Regions from separate parts of the Mus musculus genome. Here region 1 is linked to region 2. Evidence: chromatin contacts called from public promoter capture Hi-C data. All regions are on one chromosome and are shown on one strand. The core of a region is the stretch at or near the end of the contact, and the rest is flanking DNA. Distances in the headings are between cores, read along the strand shown.

Region 1 (2,700 bases), core at 116-2,615, 310 kb before region 2:
ACACTAGTCACAGTGACTTATTCTCCAAACACAGCTCACACATTCAAATCTCCATGTTTACGTGATTTTTCCTTTCCCTAGAATTTCCTCTCCCTCTTTTATCTTCTATCTACATTCTAACTAATCCACAAGGCACTGGGTCCATCTGTACCATGAGATCTTCCATAGTCTCTCACAACAGAACAGGACCTCTTCTTTAGAATGAAGACTCTGTGTGTGTGTGTGTGTGTGTCTGCCATGACCCCTTTCCCCTTTAGCTCCCCGCCCCCCCCCCCCCCCCCCCCGTTTTAGGCAAGGTCTCGACAGGAAGTAGATCCAGCCTGGAATGCACTATGTAGACCAGGCCTGCCCTATCTGGAGCTCTACCACACCCAGATTCCTTTTAGCTTTATTAAAGATGCTGCACAAAGGTCTTTGATTTCTATCTTTACCAAGTTAGAGTATGGTTTTGTTTGTAACATGAATCTCCCTATGTAGCCCACACTAGCTGCGAACTCACAATCATGTCCATCTCCTGAGTGTTGAGATTTCAGTTGCCCTAACAAGGAACACTGGCTTGTAGTATTCTTGGTATACTCCTCTCTTAGTTACTGTGAACATGCACCCATTGAACTTCCCGTGTTGAACCGTCCACCGTCTTACCATACTCACATTTTTTACTTTGTTTTTCCACTTCTGCCTTCAATCTCTTGTATTTGTCTGTCCTGTAAACCAGGACCCAGGTTATGCCTAAACAGTAAAAGCAACATGCTAATGAGAAATAAATGGAAATCACAACAAACCATCTTTAATTGTTAGTATTGGAGACAAAAGGATTTCGACATTTTGCTCTATACTTATCAGTAACTTTTTTCAAAGTCAGATCAACCCATGTTTTGTTTTGTTTTTTTCAGTGTATCCACAAATACGTAAAGAAAATCAGGACGTATGACTCCACACTACTCTCCTGCTTCTATAGGGGGATGAGCCCGGGATTTCTTGCAACGGACCACGCAGGCCGCAGGGAGTGAGGCTCCCGATCTTTGCTCATGGGGTGCGAGGGACCCCAGTGCCCTTCCACCCTGGGATTAATCAAACGTCCAAGGAAACAGCCGCCCTCACCCTCGGCGAGCAGCGCGGTGCACACGGAGATAAAGACGATGAGCAGCGTGTCTGCAAACATGGTGCTCATCTCGCCCGTCTGTCCCCGCGCTCCCACCCTCCGCGGGGGGAAAGCACTCCAGAGCCAGAGAGACCGGGAAGAGACGTGGCGGGACCGACCCTCGAGGAGCGCTACAACTTTGACAGCCCCGAGTCTACACTTCCGCTTCCGGGGCGCCGACCCGGAACTACAGGCTTCACTCCCGCCGTCTGGCCGCCATAGTCGGGAGAGAGCGGCAACGCGCAAGTCTCGGGGGCCGAAGGCGCGCGCCAGGCCCGGTCTCGCGAGAGTTGGAAAGCCAGGTCGGTCGGAGGATGGCGGTGTGGTGGCGGCGGCGTTGCGACCTCGGCAGTGCGTTACCTGCTCTCCGAGCCCGATCGCCTACCTCACACTAGAACCCTGTCACACGGTGGCTGGACTTCACCCGCATCCCCGCCTCCGTGGCCGAAAAGTTAGGCCACCGCGTGCGGAGCGTCAGGGTCTGGGGGCTCGCCCCGGTCCTGGGCTGGGCGAGCCGAGTCGAGGAGTCCTCGGGCGCTGGTTAAACCAGCCTTTATGATGCCGGGGACGCCGTTGGAGGAGAAGGGCTGCACAACTCGCTTGCTGCGGCCGGGCTTTTATTGGAAGGAACGGTGGCGCAGTCGAAGGGGAAGAAGTGAAAACGTTGAATTTGAGTTAGAAGTGTTTTGGGGGCTGGGCGGTGGTGGCGCACGCCTTTAATCCCAGCACTTGGGAGGCAGAGGCAGGCCGATTTCTGAGTTCGAGGCCAGCCTGGTCTACAGAGTGAGTTCCAGGACAGCCAGGGCTATACAGAGAAACCCTGTCTCGAAAAAAAAAAGAAAGAAAGAAAAAAAAAAACAGCCGGGGGGTTGGGGGGGGACGGACACGGGGATAGAAAAAGGTGTGGTGTGTAAAAGTAGGATGTCTTGAGAGAGCCTCATACACTCAGATGTCCTCCGTGATGGACTGTAAATTACCGTGTGCAAGCGGGGCGAGAAAATGACGGGAAGGCCTTGATATAAGAGCACTCGATTCCTCCCAATTCTCAGATCTGCTCTTTTTCCTCAAGAAAACTCAGAAGTCTTCCTTTGTGCGTCCTTGTGTTTTTTTGAGACAGGGTTGCACTATGGAGCCCTGGTTGACCTGGAGCACTCAAGAGACCCCCCTGTCCTAGCTTTCCATAACTGTGCCACCATGCCCAGTTTGACTTCCATTTTCTGTCATTGTTCTTCCAAATTTCACTGCACACAATTTATAAATCTTCTGTAGCATTACCTTTTTAGTTTCTCTTGCCTTATATTTATCCAGGACTCCTTTAATAGATATTAAATATATGTCTATTAAATAAAGATATAACTATAAATATACGTCTTTAATAGACATTAAATATATGTCAGGAACAGTACTGGGCCCTGTAAGATGGAGCAAGATAAGATTCCTTGGTTCCAAAATTCCCCAGGGAAATTGTACGCCATAGTAAGATAGAATTATAGCTAAAGTGTTGAGAGCGCAAGACCGATTCTTCACGGAGGATTCAGAAAAGCTTCAGAAGCCAGGCG
Region 2 (2,700 bases), core at 34-2,533:
CTGGCGATCTAGGTGCACCGCAGCTGCCAAACCCTCAGCGCGCTCTAACCGGCGCTGCTGAAGGAAGTTGGAGAGCTCCCAGCCAGCCGACTGGATAGGCGGTGGGCGCCTGGGAATCCCTTCCAGCGCCGCAATTAGGAAAGTTTTGAAAAGTAAAGACCCCAGACAGATGAAGTGTCTCATCCTTTCCTTGAGCCTAAGAAACACCTCGTGTTACACCAGGCTAGCACAAGGCCACCAGTTTCTCTTGGCCCGGGAGCATCCGGTGCCTTCCAGCTCCCCACCGCCCCAGAATTGGTCCTCAGGGCGCATAGCTAGAGGGGCTTTCTGCCCAGCTGGAGATTCCAGGCAGAGATGCTCCTTAGGCTCGCTGGCCTGGGAAGCAAAGGCAGAACCTCTAACTCCCATTCCTACACCCTGGACCTTCTCTTCCAAGCCAGCTTGATTTTCTCCAAAAGACGCACGACACAGCCCATGCGCCCCCGGGACTCCACTCCTCTCCCCAAACTTCCCAGGGAGACCCACAAATACAGACTGCGCCCCCAAACTCCCACGACAATCGCCAATCATCCTATCTTTGCCTCTTGTACCCTCCCAGTCGCGTTCTTCCTGCCCCTCACTATTCTCCTCGCCTCTCCGAGGAAGTCAGAAGCAAAGCACGAGAAAATGCCTTCGCGAGGAGCCTCCCGTCACCCGCCCTGTCACTGAAACAAAAGCGCAGGGAGGAGGGAGGTGGGTGGGGAGGCAGGAGGAAGGTTCGGAAAGAGATGGGGGCAACGGTAAGAGGGGTTGGGGAGGGGGTTCAGAATGGAGAGTGGAGAAAGGGGCCAGGACCCCGCTCCCGCGCCGCGTGGCGTGGCCGGTCGCTTACATGCCCAGGTCGCTGTAGGTGTTGAAGAACTCCATCTGGTTGCATGCCTGGATCCAGCCCACCACCCAGGTCTCGTGGCGGGGGATGGGGGGCATGACCACACGGGCCGAGGCTTTGAAGTAAGGGGTCTTGTAGCGCAGGACGATGGGCGAGGTCTCCTCGATGCGCGTGGGGCACTGGTCGATGGTGGCGCACACATCGTACACCACGATGTTCTCGCGCCGGATCCGCGCCTTGCAGGTGATGCTTTGGATACAGCCCATCCTGCCGCCCGGCGCCGGCGCGGCGCGGCGTGGGGCAGCGCGGGGGCCCGGCGCGGGCAGCCGCGGGCACCCGTCACGCCGGCATGGCGACGCGCCGCTCGCTCCCGGTCCAGCTCAGCTAGCGCCTAAGAGCGAGGAGCCGCCGCCGCGGGGCATCCTCCGGGGAAGCCCCCTCCCCTTTCCGCGCGCTGGGTCGCGGCTGCCCCGACGCCCGCCCACGCCCGCCTCCTCGCTCCAGCAAGGGCGCGCGGAGCGTGCGCTCCTAGGAGGCGGCGGGCGCTCTCTCCGGCTCCCGTGCCCCGGCGGAGGGCAGGGAGGGGAGCGGCGCTGCGAGGAGTGGTGCCCACCCCGGGCCGGAGCCCCCCGCCCTTCGCCGGAGAGGAGGAGGAGGAGGCGGCGGCGGCGGCATGGAGCTGCGGGAGGGTGGCGGCGGCAGCGCCCGGTTTGTCTGTTTCCGCGGCGGCAGCAGCAGCAGCCGCCGCCGCCGCCGCCGCTGCATGAACCTCTGCTGCACCGCGGCTGCCCCCCGCGTGCAGCGCACCCAGCGGCGGGCGAGCGGGCGGCCCGAGCGGCAGGCGGAGGCAGGCGGCGGCGGCGGAGTCCGTGTTCCCTCCCGCCCCGCCCTGGAGCCGGACAGCGCCCACACTCCCGCATCCGGCTGCGGGGGCGTGTGGGGGGCGCCAGGGGACCGTAGCCCCGGGCGGAGAGCCCAGCGGGCTAGGGCTACGGGGGACAAGCTCCGCGGAAGAGACTGGCTGTACGCCATGAGTTTGTCCCTCTTCGGCTGCCGTCCGGGGGGGGGGGTAGTGTGCAAGGGTGGGGGTGTTTAAAGGGCCGCTAGCTCCCGGGCGGGGCGCGGCACGTGGGGTTGGGCGGGGCCGGGACCCCGGTAGGTGGCGCCCCGCGGGTGATAGTGGGGTGTAGAAGCGGGACCCTGCTTATTGGGATGGGTGGGGCCGGGAGGGCGCGGCGCGGTTCAGAGTATAGAGGGAACCACAGTGGGGTACGGTGAGGCTGCGGGAGGAGAGATGTTGGAGAATCAGCTCCAGCTGAGATGTATCGTTGTGATATAGTTTGTTAGAGTTGGGTGTGACCTCCAGCAGTGCCACGAAATAGATTTACTACCTCGTTCACTGGTCCGCATTTTCCTTTAGTCTAGTAGAAGCTTTATTTTTTAATTTAATTTTATTTTTTTGCACCACAGTATTGAGAGTGAAACCTGAGAAATCCCATTGGAGGCTGACACAAAATCACCCCAAATGCCAGTGTTAGTCGAGGCACCAGCTCAGTCTACTCATGGCCTGTTTTCATATCACCCCTCCACAATCTCTGAAAATACTCTTATCAGAACAACACACAGTGTGTATGTGTGTGTGTGTGTTGGGGGGGGGGGTTGTTGGAGCTCCTTGGGAAACACTGCCTTTTGAATGTCTTGTGTCTTTAGACAAGTTGTACTTAGTGGAATCATCTAGGTAGATTAGAACGCTTAGCTACCCTCCCAGTCTTACCTAAGGCCTGTTAAATACAAACAGAAGTTCAGGGCTTTATAGAACCCAGGAGGATTAA

What was found. Capture Hi-C pulls out chosen DNA fragments and counts their contacts.
Region 1: a promoter capture Hi-C map of liver shows a contact between it and region 2. The contact joins the promoter of Tmco1 here to the promoter of Fam78b in region 2. A contact is called at or near these places in 3 of 39 promoter capture datasets (cranial neural crest, hippocampal neurons and pre-B cells), 2 of 484 Hi-C or Micro-C datasets (Sertoli cells and embryonic stem cells), 2 of 115 datasets of contacts at active chromatin or transcription factors (astrocytes and large pre-B cells) and 2 of 9 other capture datasets (liver and pancreatic islet).

Annotation. Positions count from the first base shown.
Region 1 is chr1:167,307,335-167,310,034 of GRCm38.p6, reverse strand. Tmco1 (transmembrane and coiled-coil domains 1) reads right to left here and starts at 1,365. Exons shown (of 7, transcript NM_001039483.1): 1 at 1,102-1,365; 2 at 652-729. The coding sequence starts at 1,171.
Region 2 is chr1:167,000,000-167,002,699 of GRCm38.p6, reverse strand. It overlaps Fam78b (family with sequence similarity 78, member B), which reads right to left and starts at 1,283. Exons shown (of 3, transcript NM_175461.4): 1 at 872-1,283. The coding sequence starts at 1,134.